Regions from separate parts of the Mus musculus genome. Here all the other regions are linked to region 3. A link is a contact called in public HiChIP or PLAC-seq and capture Hi-C data. All regions are on one chromosome and are shown on one strand. Each heading gives the region's core, a stretch centred on a gene start, on an enhancer-like site or on the middle of the called end of the contact. The rest is flanking DNA. Distances are from core to core; before and after follow the strand shown.

What was found. HiChIP or PLAC-seq counts read pairs in DNA pulled down with a chosen protein or histone mark. Capture Hi-C pulls out chosen DNA fragments and counts their contacts.
Region 1: a contact with region 3 is called in an H3K4me3 HiChIP or PLAC-seq map of embryonic basal ganglia, with 3 times the contacts expected there. The contact joins two enhancer-like sites. A contact is called at or near these places in 3 of 484 Hi-C or Micro-C datasets (embryonic stem cells, muscle stem cells and nephron progenitors), 2 of 115 datasets of contacts at active chromatin or transcription factors (embryonic basal ganglia and embryonic forebrain) and 1 of 9 other capture datasets (embryonic stem cells).
Region 2: a contact with region 3 is called in a capture Hi-C map of embryonic stem cells, with 4 times the contacts expected there. The contact joins two enhancer-like sites. A contact is called at or near these places in 1 of 15 datasets of contacts at CTCF or cohesin (the NIH/3T3 cell line), 3 of 484 Hi-C or Micro-C datasets (cortical neurons and ganglionic eminence), 10 of 115 datasets of contacts at active chromatin or transcription factors (VIP interneurons, craniofacial prominence, embryonic basal ganglia and 6 more) and 1 of 9 other capture datasets (embryonic stem cells).
Region 4: a contact with region 3 is called in an H3K27ac HiChIP or PLAC-seq map of embryonic stem cells, with 11 read pairs. The contact joins the promoter of 1700028D13Rik here to the enhancer-like site in region 3. A contact is called at or near these places in 1 of 484 Hi-C or Micro-C datasets (myocytes), 4 of 115 datasets of contacts at active chromatin or transcription factors (astrocytes, embryonic basal ganglia and embryonic stem cells) and 1 of 9 other capture datasets (embryonic stem cells).

Annotation. Positions count from the first base shown.
Region 1 is chr5:112,132,160-112,135,219 of GRCm38.p6, forward strand. No RefSeq gene overlaps it. Among named protein-coding and RNA genes, the nearest start is that of Gm30032, 13 kb to the left of the region's middle. Within about 2 kb of position 1,727, at least 54 of the 459 cell types and tissues checked have an H3K27ac peak or open chromatin away from gene starts, as enhancers often do. A contact at or near this core is called in embryonic basal ganglia and embryonic forebrain, where this site is marked.
Region 2 is chr5:111,437,688-111,440,657 of GRCm38.p6, forward strand. The region is part of intron 2 of Mn1 (meningioma 1); the gene reads left to right. Among named protein-coding and RNA genes, the nearest start is that of Mn1, 22 kb to the left of the region's middle. Within about 2 kb of position 1,259, at least 12 of the 459 cell types and tissues checked have an H3K27ac peak or open chromatin away from gene starts, as enhancers often do. A contact at or near this core is called in cortical neurons and embryonic stem cells, where this site is marked.
Region 3 is chr5:111,834,315-111,837,484 of GRCm38.p6, forward strand. No RefSeq gene overlaps it. Among named protein-coding and RNA genes, the nearest start is that of Gm36535, 43 kb to the left of the region's middle. Within about 2 kb of position 1,742, at least 35 of the 459 cell types and tissues checked have an H3K27ac peak or open chromatin away from gene starts, as enhancers often do. A contact at or near this core is called in cortical neurons, embryonic basal ganglia, embryonic forebrain and 1 more, where this site is marked.
Region 4 is chr5:112,205,002-112,208,084 of GRCm38.p6, forward strand. It overlaps 1700028D13Rik (RIKEN cDNA 1700028D13 gene), which reads left to right and starts at 1,762. Exons shown (of 3, transcript NR_045378.1): 1 at 1,762-1,970.

The DNA of each region.
Region 1 (3,060 bases), core at 477-2,976, 300 kb after region 3:
TCTGAGCTTCAGTCTCCTCCTCTGAGAAATGAACACTATACGGACCCCAGGGGACCCCAGGGGACCCCAGGGGTGCCAGCCTTGGGGATGCTGGCCCCAGGGATGCTGACACTGGTGGTGCCAGCCCTGGGGGTGCCGACCTCCTGACGTGTGCTCAGGAGTAAATGGCTTACACAGTGACAGGCTCGCCAAGCCCCAAACTTCTGTCACCACTGTCCTTTCACATCACGGTTGGGCTCAGAGGCCCCATCCCGACTCCAACCCATTAGCAGCTTCTGCCTCTACTCAGGAAAGCCTTGTGGATGCTCAACCCTGCTCACAGCTAACAGCAGGCATCCTGGGAGGGACTAGTTTTGCGCCCAGACATCCAGGTCCTCTGCACCCTTTGTCCAGAAATCTCTTCTCGGGCCTTTGTTCAAACTCCCCAAATGCCATGGGTGCTATAAAGACAGTTTTAGAAAAGTCGATTACAAAAAAAAAAAAGAAAACTTGATTACACCCACATGTCTGGGGACAGAAGGGAGGTGGCAGCATGAGCCCCAGCATGCCCAGTCTGGGCAGGAGGGCTGTTTCACTGACTGTATTCCTGGCATACAGGGAGGCCCAGAGCCACTAACTTCAATGTAGGCCCAGCACCCCACAGGACCACTCTGCACTCAAGGCTGCCTCTCTCCAGCCTACCTTGAGGCACAGTCTCTGTGAACTCCACTTCCTCATGGGAATCAATATAGGAATCATGAAGATGCCAGGGAACAAAACCCTTCACTCAAGGCCTGGCACACTGCCTGTGCCCAGCCATGGGTCAGTCTGCTGGGGACAAATCAGCCTGGGCTGTGAGCCCAGCTCCATGGTTTTCAGTTACTTAGCAACTTGGGGCAGGTGCCTGTCCCCCTTCCAACCTCAGTTTACCCCTTGTATTCTCCAAATACTCCCTCAGCCCATTGGTGTGGTATTCTATTCTGGGCCCTGGGCGGTTCCTCTCCTAACATTCCAGGCATTGCTGCTACTGTGTGACATATACACATACACACACATGCATGTGTACATACATATAACACATGTGCGTATGTGTAGACACATTACCAAAAAAAGACGATTACATACTTATAACACATGTGCATGTGTACATGCACATACACACACAAACATGTGTACACACACACAAACGTGTACACCAATAGGCACCCATACACACATGCATGTATACATACAGACACACAAACACACATGCACATAGCATGCGTACACATACAAGCACATGCATGTATACACACATACATACATATGTTCATACATACACACACATGCATGTATACATGCATACACACATGCATCCCTCTTCTGAGCCTCCCCTGTCACATTCTCCATCATAGGCCCATCCACAAACCCTTTTCAGTGTCCCCCGGGGACCGGCAGGTGGGAAATGTCATTTTGGATCCATTACTAGACCTCTAAGGCACTTGGGAACAATCAATTGCAAATTCAACTTCCATCTGAGAAGGAGGGGTCGGAGCACAGTCACCAAGGAGCCCTGGGCCTGTGCCCCAAGATGCAGGGTACAGCAGCCCCGGGGGCAGGACGGGGGCAGGTGCCACCACGCCATGTCTTTGGGTTTCCCTGCCTTGGCTGGTTTGAATAATTCATCGATGTTGAGTCTCCTGGGCACCACTGTGCTTGGTGAAAGCACGCCAGCCGCCGCTTGCCTGTTAAGAGGGCCCCCGCCTGCTGCCTTTTTCTGTTAATCAGGATTAATGAGTCAGTGAAGAAGCACACGGACCCTGGGCACAGACACTGGCAGCCAGCTCTCCGGGCACAGCAGGCCTCAGAAACAGCTCCCGCCTGGATGTCCTCGGGCAGTCTTCAGTGGCAGCCATCAGCCTGTGGATAACAAGCCCTCACCCAGCCTGCCAGACCCTAGGCCTCTCTGCTGGGCCCCTAGAGCTCTAGGGACAGGAAAGGAAGAGAGAGGGCCCCAGTGAATTGAGCTTGGCCCTGTGCCCTGGCAGCACGGATGGATAGGAGGGCAGGCTCTGCATCACACACAGTAGGGCCATGGAGACCCTCCCAGCCCTGAGCTGGTAAAGATTCTAAGATGCCAGCTTCCCATAAAAGACGGCTATGGAGACGCCAGAGCCCTCCCCTGTGCCTGGCTCCTTGACAGCTGTCACTCACGCAGAGTACAGGGTACAATGTCCTCTGCGTGTCGCTTGCTGACATGCCTTCCTTTCCAATCCCCTGCCTTGAAATGTTCAAACAAATGGACTCAGGTTACGCCACCAGTGTGTTAAGCGGCCTTGGGCAAGTAACTTAACGTCTCTGGGCCCCCATTACCTACCCAGGAAATGGAGGAAAGTTTGTTTTAAGTATTACTGAGCCAGATTTGGTGGCATAAACCTATGGTCATAGTCCTCAGGAGGCTGAGAAAGAAGAGGAGAATCACCAGCCAGCAGTTTGCTGAGTGCGGCCCAAGGCCAGCGTCTTTCCCAGTCGACAATGTCAAACACAGCTCCGCATGGCTCGTGCTGTCTGCTGCACCACCACTGTGTATGCCAGCGTGGTGGTGTGCAGAGCGGGGCCATGACACCTGGTGCTGGCTAACTGTGCCCTGTCACAGAGAGAGACCTATAGGGGAAGGGAACCAGGGTGTGGCAGATAGCAATACCACATCTATCAAATCCACCCTCAGAGCAAAGGCATGGAGCAAGGGTTTGATTTCCCATTTAAAGTCTGTAGTTGTTAGCTGTTTGTACTGTATCTTACCAAAGTGTCCTTCTGCACTGGATTGGAAATGTTTTACATGCCTACCAGTCCCTTAGCATAGCTAGCTTTGTCTGTGTGTATGGGGCAGGGTGTGTTGTGGATAAACTGGTGTGCACTGGAACCCAGGCACACAAACCCACTGGACTTTGGTTACAATGTTCTCTCTGACTCAAGGGCTGAGCTGGGACCTCAGAGTCTGTATTCACACATGGGCTGAGGTTGGCCCACATTCCATTGCCTGCCCTGCCTTGGTCTAACACAGCTCTACCACAAGAAAGTCTGCCTCCCAATTAACCCTGG
Region 2 (2,970 bases), core at 9-2,508, 400 kb before region 3:
AGATCAAGGCTATTGAGGAGCCTGGAGCCGTGCAGTGTCAAGAAAGAACAGCCCGAGCACAGTGATGCACAACCCAGGGACTGAGGTTCCCCCACACCTTCCTCTAGGCCAGCTGTTCTCAACCTGTGGGTTGAGAGCCCTTCGGGGGACCAAGTGACCTTTTTCCACAGGGGTCACATATCAGATATCCTGCCTCTCAGATATTTACGTTACGATTCATAACAGTAGCAAACTCACAGTTATGAAGTAGCAAGGGAAATAATTTTATGGCTGGGGGTGACCCCAACACGAGGAACCGTGTTAAAAGGTCACAACATTGCTTTAGGCACTGTCCCCTGCCTGCCCTGGTCCTGCTAGGTAGCCTCCCACCTTGTTAGGCTTCCCCGTGCATTCTCTTGGTTTTTATTATCATTTAACAGGGTCGGGTTAGAAATCTATGTGACCAGGCTTGCCTGGCTGCATTTGAAGACAAGCAAGTACCCACAGTTTTTAATCGGGGAGGGGGTCCTGGCAGAAATCACATTAAATATATCATCATCTCTATCTCCAAATAAAGGTGGCCTCAACTGACCTGAGCACCCCCCAGCATGGGGCAGCTCATGTTCAACCTCAGAGTAGCCACCACCCCTGCCCGGTAATTGGCCCAAAGCATGCCAGCCCCAGCTGATCCTGGGGATGCCTGAGCCCAGATCTGTCTTGGGTTTGCTTGGGTGGAGCTCTCCAGGAGGAAAGCTAGAGCTGGTCTGTCTTCATTCTGTGTGCCTCTTCCCTTCTCCAGAAGGTCCTGTCTCCTTTGTGATGCTTTCTCTTCACTTTCAAATGGACCGCTAGCACCCCTGGGGTGGAGCTGAGGGGTAGGGGTGGGGGTAAGCCTTGGCTGCTCTGGGTGTGCTGGAAGAGAGCTCAGCCCTGCCCCTGCCAGGGACTCTGGGATGCGGGATCCCCTCCCACCCTCCTTATCCTTGGACACTGAGCCAAACCTGAATTGTGGAAATGGCGGTTTGCCTTAGTGGAAGGTTTTCCCTTCCTGCAGGCACTGATGGTGGCCACCACTCAGACATGATTTTGTAGCACAGGCTAGGCCTCATTCACTGTTTCAAACTGGCAGGCTGGCCAGGCTCAGGTGACGGAGGTCAGTCCTCTCTGCAGGCTATCCCAGTAGGGAAACTGAGGTCTGGCAGGCAGTACTGGGCTCAGCCTCCCAGCATCAGATAGGTAGGTTGGGTGGAGTTGGGTGCGGCTTCCCCAGGTCTCAGTCCTCAAATCTCTCTGCACGCTCTGCCCACACACCATGCCCGCAAACAAGCCCACCCAGCAGGCCCCTCCCCACAGCAACACCCCGCTCATAGCCACGCCCACACACTAATACCTCACATGCCTCGCCTCCCCCCCCACGCCCTGCCACTCACACCACCAAATTCCATAAGAGGGACCTAGCTATTCTGTAGTCACCTAGTGGGGCTGTGAGCACACAGTGGGGGGCTGCAGGCATATAGTTACTATCAGTGTCCTCATAACCGAGACCCATTTTACAGACAAACAGACTGACCTAGGCTAGCCTAGGGTAACACAAAGCTCTGGCCTGCAGAGGTCACCAAATCAGAGGTGGGTGGGGTTTCCGGATGGAGAGCTGCCAGGGCGACTGGTCTGTCTGTAATTATGGGTGCGTGCTGTCTCCAGACCTCAGTTTCCCCATCTGAGCACTGGGAAGATGGTAGTGTCAGGTCTTAGGGGAAGAAGGACCTGGTAGGGTTATCCATCCTGGGCTACGGGTAGTTGCTACCGTACACGCTTAGCCTCAGTTTCCCCATTCATTCAAGGCCTGCACTGAGGCATAGGAAGAGCCAGAATGGTGTCTGGGAGCCTGGGTTCGAATCCTATGGAGCCCCATGTAAACCACTTTTTCCCCACTGAGCTGGGTAAAGCATGGCATGAACAAGGCTAGCCTGAGCTCTTCCAGGACACAATCCATAGCCCAGTGCAGCCTGGGAAGATTTGCATTGGCAGAATCAGACCCCAGCCTCCCACCCCCAATGTGGTTTCCGGTCCCTCCCACGTGGTTTCTGGTCCTCCACCCACTGCTGGACATGGTTTCCTGTCCCTTCTCCCTCCCTCTTCAGTTGCTCAGCGATTCCCTGGGATGAGTGTCCCTGGCCTCGGGAAGCAGCCCTGGGACCAAGGTTTCCAAGGGTTCCCTTTTCCTTCTGCTTCTCTATGGAGCTCTGGCAGGGCCGGAAGGGGTCTGCAGCTTGGGCAGGGCAGCCTGTTTGGGGTCTCGTTTGTTTGGGCTCCACCGTTGTGTGAGGCCTCTTGGGGCAGGCTGGGAAAGCCAGACCTTCCTCGGTCTCATGATTTCTAGTCCGGCCCTGAACTGGGCCCAGAGTAGTTGGGAAGCCCTAGCCTACGAGCTACAGGCCTGGTGACAATGATGATGATAGTGATGATGGTGATGAGGGTGAGAGCTAGCGAGATATCTGCTATTATTATTTCTGACATCACCATAAACATTACTATCATCATCATCACAGTCACCGTCATCATCATCGCCACCGTCTCCACCGCCATCACCACCCTTCAGCCCCTGCATCTCCAAGATTCCACTGAGTGATTTTACCACCCAGGGCTTTCACTGGGGAGGGGGCTGTGAGGTTCATTGTTTTCAGAGGGATAACCTGGACTGACTTTAGGCCAATATGTAGCCCAGGCTGGTCTTCCTCCTCCTGCCTCAGCCGTGGTTCAGCATGTGATGTGCACACTTCCTGTGAGCCTACTTTGGCTTTGTGGCTTGTGGTTCTGGGGATCGGTGAGGTCACACATTCAGCACCGAGTATTAACTGAGATGGACTGTCATGGTGGCCGGTACCCATGTGGGGCTGAACCCTGAGCCAGGTCCAGTGACTCCAAAGATGTCCTTTGACCCTAAGGGTGTCCTGTGACCCTGATACTCCACCATGGGGTGGAGACTTCTTG
Region 3 (3,170 bases), core at 492-2,991:
GAAAGGGGAAGTTTCTATATATTACATTCCATATATATTATATATATATCATGTATCCTGTACTATATACTGTGCATTGTGTATTATATATCATATACCAATCATATATGGGATATAATATAGGAGAGTGTATTGTATATCATATACCAACCATATATAGGATATAATATAGGAGAGAAGAGTAAATAAAAAGGAGAAAAAAATCAATGGTGTAAAAGGTTTAGCGCTTAATGTCTGGGGATCATTCTGAACGGCAAAGAGCTTGGGCAGATCTACTCCTCTGTTTCTGTGGATCTGAAGCTCACAGTATGTCTCACAGACTCAGGCCGGCTCTACCTCACAGCTGCTGCTGTCCTTGATGATCATCCCACAGCTGCAGGAACATCAATATGCTAGGATCACCGCAGGCTGCACCTTAGCCAATGGTCTCCTGGTTTCTCCTCAGGATCACTGACCCTACCATGTGGTGCAAAGCCTCAGTCTTTCTCCATGAGCCCTTCATGCCTTCAAAATCATTAACACCCGGGAAATTGTCACACATTACCAAGTTTGGCTGCCAACTGTAGACCCCTCTGGGCTATGGCTTCTGTGTGCTTCCCCCAAGAAAACACTTATCAGCTCCTGCCTCAGTGATGCTAGCCTCTTCTTAACCTCTGCTGACTCTTCAGCCCTAGCCAACCAGCATCAGCTGTCCCGGCACAGCAAAGATGTCACATCAATGGTCTGGTCTCTTGTTAATCACAGCCAACTTTCAGTTCCGACTGATCATAACCACAGATTCTAATTCAAAATATCACACAAAGGGCCCTGATAGAGTCATCACTTTCCTCAGAAACTTGAAGCTAGACCTCCGTTCTCTGCACTGCTTTTAGCAGTACCCTGTGTTCCCCTAAGCTCTGAACACTCAATAGCTTTTCTAGCCTGATGTTCCAATCTCCTCCCACAATCCTCCCCCAAACATGGTCAGATCTGTCACAGGAACAGTCCACTCTCTGGTACCAATTTGTGATTTAGTCAGGGATTCTATTGCTGTGGTGAAACCGTATAATCTAAAGCAACTTGGAGAAGAAAGGGTTTATCTGGCTTATATATCCCTACCACATATGTGATATACTCTATCACAGTCCATTACAGACGGAAGTCAGGGCAGGAATCTGGAAGCAGGAACGGAAGCAGAAGTCATTGGAGGAACACTACTTACTGGCTTGCTCCCCCCTGCCCCCTGGCTTGTTCGGTTGGTTTTCTTATAATCCTGGCCCAGACATGGTACCACCCACAGTAAGACAGACCCTTACACATCAATCACCAATCAAGAAAACACCCTACAGGCTTGCCTACAGGCCAGCCCGAGGGAGGCATTTTCTAAATCAAGGTTAGCTCTTATTAGACAACTCTAGCGTGTGTCAGGTTAAAAGGGGGGGGGGGGGGACCCTAACCAACATAGTTCCAAAACCACCCAGCATTAGAGATAAGTCACACATTGAGACCCTGTGTTCCCTAGTTGGGGGAGACATGCTTCCGCCGTGGGACCCAAGGGCTGGATAGAACAGAAATGCTTTCTGCTTCTCACAGAGGACTGTAGCCACAGGCATCCCTGCCCACGGCACCTGGGGATGCCGTGCTGCCTGTCATCACCACAGATGCCCAATGTTCCGCATGCTAAGAATTCCACCGACGCTGTGGTGATAGCATGTGAGCCAGGAACCTAGCTCTTCCGAGGGAGCATAGCGTGTGTAGCAGAGTGAGGGAGGACTTCAGATACAATGTAACTGATCAGCGGAGCTAGGTGTGGGTGTGCGCTGGGCAACCTCTGCTTGGAATGAGAGGAAAGTGGCTGTTTCTGATGAGTGCAGCTAGGGTGTAACAGGAACCTGTGCAAATAGCAGCTTGCCTGCTTCTGGGAAAGGACACAGAGACAGAAACCAAAAGGACTCTCCCTCCTCCCTTCCGTGTCTTTCCTCACTCTTTCGCCTCCCTTCCCTCCCTCCCTTCTCTCTCCCTTTAATATCTAAAGCATGTGGCAATGGTTGGTTGAGAAACAAGCTCATTGAAAAGGAGCAAACGATTTCACCCATGAAACAATTGCTTGAATCCAGGAATCCCTACCACAGGCAGCACCTAGGTGAGCTTTCTGCTTTGACTTCTGACCTCTGGCGATCAAACTGTAACAGGACCTGCTTCCTGATTGCTTGGAGGGGGGTTGCTCAAAGCCGCAAAGCCAAAGCCTGCAAAGGCAAAAATGGTCCAGACCAGCCTCTTCCAGCCGCCCTGGGGGCTGGTACAGGTGAACAGTGTTGCACCTGATAAAGTGCACAGTTACCATTTTTAATTGATTTCTGACACTGAGCTCTGCCTCCCACCTCAGATCTGTGCCAAGGCACCGGCCTCCACCTTCTGCTGGAAGCCATGGCGGCTAGAGCTGGTTTCCAAAGGAGGGAGCGCTCACTCTTCTATTTTGCATTTGTGCTGATTTGCATATTAATAGTTTGCATATTAACCAGCGACTTCAGAGGGTGGGCGGGCTAATGAATGCAGCCATCTCTTCAATTTTAACTCAATTTGCCTCCCCATACCCCAAAGACTCGGGGGACGGGTGTGGAAGACTCATTGAAGTGATCCCGCAGCCCCAGTGTGGGCTGCTCTGCCATTAATCCAATTAATTAGCCCAGCGGATGCAGCCGCCTGGACGAGGGGCCTTTGTTTGGTGCTGGGGGCTAATGACAGCCCCAAGCTGATGGAATAATGGGAAGAGCTAAGGAGGGTTTGACCCTCAGCCAGGGTCCTTGGGTGGAGTGTGGAGTGGGACGGTGGCTTGTACGTGGGGCAGCTGCTTCCATAGGCCCTCCCTTACAGCCTTCCTCAGACAGTCACATCCTGACTGTCCTCACTGTTCCCCGTGACATGTCTCCCATGATTACTCCCACCTTTCCCCTGCTCTGTGCAGAGAGAGCCTTGAGCCTCAGCTTCCAGGGAAGCCAAAGACAGAATCTGCAAGAGACGAGGGACAGAGAATGAACCCTCCACAGGCCTGCCACACAGCCCTGCCACACAGCTCTGCCATGCGCACTCTACAAGACATCCTGGCTTCCCATGCCAGATCCTGGGACTTAGCAGATCCACCTTCCTCAACCCCTGGACAGCTTTTATGTCCTGGTTACTTTAGATTTGAA
Region 4 (3,083 bases), core at 512-3,011, 370 kb after region 3:
CAAGTCTCCAGCACCCAGCCTGCTCTGAACACCACTTGGGCTACTTTGGGGTGAAAGGAATGGGCTCAGTAGGGTTCACTGGCACAGGGAAGGTACATGGACCTGTCCTAAAACAGGGAGAAGGGGACAAGGCTCCAAGGGAGCCTGGATTCACCCAACTCTCAAGGAAGAACCTGAACCAGAGAGTGGAAAATAATCAGAAAACCCATGTTCCTCCTCTGTGGCCTCGCCATCCCCTCCCAGGATCACGAACATGGGATGGTTAAGAGCTGGGTGGAAGCAGGGGGCTGGAGAGATGGCTCAGTGGTTAAGAGCACTGACTGCTTTTCAAAGGTCCTGAGTTCAAATCCCATCAGCCACATAGTGGCTCACAACCATCTGTAATGAGATCCGATGCCCTCTTCTGAAGACAGCTACAGTGTACTATTATATTACAGATTACATTTATAGTATATTGTATATTGTATCATATATATTATATTATGTTATATATCACAAATCACATATCATATATTATATTATATTATATTATAGTATATATTATATAAATTGTATATATAATAAATTAATTAATTTTTTAAAAGAACAGAGAGGAGCTCACCTAGTCCTCTGAACTGGCCCAGTTGGATCCACCCCTTCCTGCTTTGGCTTTGAGTTACAACTTCCCCGTGAAGTCACTGATTGGCCTAGCTTGAGTAGATCTTTCTTCACCCAACCAGCAGACCCACAAAGCTTTCATTGGCCCAGCTTGGAGTGACCTCTGCTTCTGTTCCTATCAACAGCCCATACTCCAACAATATGTCAGCCCCTGCCCTCACAGTGGGGTGCATCTCCAGGGAAGGACACCACAAAACATAAGCAGATTACAGAGTACACATGACATCACACCGACCCTTCAGGAGCTCAGAGTCCCAAGAATGGCTTACTCAGGCAACAGCCAAACCCAGCCACCTCCCAGAAAAGGATGGGCAGATAGGCAGACTAGAGAGGTGCCCTCTCTCTAGAAACCACCGTGGCTGCCATCACCCCAAAGCTGTCCCAGGTCCTGGCGAGTGTACAAATCAGTACCACTATTGATGTCAGTGCCAATCCACCTGCTCCTGTCACAAGACATTACTTACTGCCAGGGATGATAAATCCCAGGATGTAGAACATGCTAAAAATATTAATCTACAAGTGAAAATCATTTTAATTGGATTTCGCCCTTGGGGTCACGTCAGGGGCCGGCTTTCAATCAGACTCGTCCAGTCAGCAAAGCGGGCCCCAGCCTTCCAAATTGAAACCACGATCGGCTCGCAGAGGTTAATAGAAACTCTGGGAAATAAATAGGTTATCGATCGATCATAACCATCAGCTGGCTCGGCTTTCGTCCGTGACCTGGCCCGCCCACTCCCACAGAAAACTCCGTTAGCATCTGATTACAGATGACTCTTGCAGCACTGTGTATTAATGAGCAGCTAATGCCTGGGGATGGGGTGGGGGAGATGTTTCCTGGGAACACGGAAGTGCGGTGAGATCTGATGTCCCGTGTGGGGCCTCTCCACGGGGACCTGGAGCTAAGGGATAAATCCCGTGTCCCATAAGCTATAAGGGATAAATCCCGTGTCCCATATCCCTGCCTAAAACCATATTTATTCCTGCAATGTACCTCTGCTGTGCATGGGCTTCCAGCACGGCAGCCAGGGACACAGAGCAGCCTGCCCCTCCCCCGCCCCCCATCACAGTGGGGCAGAACACCTAAGCCCCAAGTGTTCTTTCTCTAAGGAGGCGGAGCCTTGCCCGCTCCCCACACTGTGTGAGTCCCAGGGACAAGTTTCTGGAGGGGAGTATTAGTGACTTTTTTTCACTGCTGTAACCGAATACCTCAAAGGGATGAACTCAGGGGCAGGGGCATTTCTTTGGACTCTGGGCTTGCACAGAAGTTCCCTACCTGAGAGAGGCTCAGAATGAAACTCCTTGGGACTCTAAAGGTAAACAAACCCGCAAGCCCCAGGAAGCTCTGGGTCTACCAGCTTCCCAAGGCCCCTCCCCAGGGTTAGAGAAACGGAAACAGTTGCTTGGGAAGCAGGGGAGGTTCTGCCACACCCTGCTGCAGCCTGTGGGACTCTGGAAGGTTGCTTTCATGAGCTACCTGATACCACGCTGGGTTTTCAGCGATACAATTCCTTCGAGTCGGCTACACACCTATAAGTGACCCCGATACACTCACTGGTCCCCTAAGCTGGACTTGCACGCAGTAGGCTCTTTGGCCTGTCATTGATGTCCTACCTGAGGTGAGTAGATTTTTGTTCACAGCTCCATGTAAAAAGTCAGGCGCTCAAGAGACTGACGGAGGACATCATTAGGTCAAGGTCAGCCTGGACTGTATAGCAAAACCCTGTCTGCCAAGAGATGAAGAGATGGAGAGATGGCTCAGTGGTTAAGGGCACTGACTGCTCTTTCTGAGGACCCAGGTTTGATTCCAAGCACCCACATGGTAGTTCATAACTGTCTATAACTCCAAGAACTGACACCCTCACACAGACATACATGCAGGCAAAACACTAATGCACATGTCTTAGTCGGGGTTTCTGTTCCTGCACAAACATCATGACCAAGAAACAAGTTGGGGAGGAAAGGGTTTATTCAGCTTACATTTCCACATTGCTGTTCATCACCAAAGGAAGTCAGGACTGGAACTCAATTGGGTCAGGAAGCAGGAGCTGATGCCGAGGCCATGGAGGGATGTTCTTTACTGGCTTGCTTCCCCTGGCTTGCTCAGCTTGCTCTCTTATAGAACCCAAGACAACCAGCCCAGGGATGGCTCCACCCACAGTGGGCCCTTCCCCCTTGATCACTAATTGAGAAAAATGCCTTACAGCTGGATCTCATGGAGGCATTCCCTCAACCGAAGCTCCTTTCTTCGTGATAACTCCAGCCTGAGTCAAGTTGACACACAAAACCAGCCAGTGCAGCACATAAAAAATGAAATTTAAAAAATTTAAAAAGACATGGGGGAAAGGGGAGATGAGGGAGAGGCAGGCGGGTCCAACTCTGTGATGTTAACATTGTCCTCCACAAAATTCACACCTGAGAAGCATACA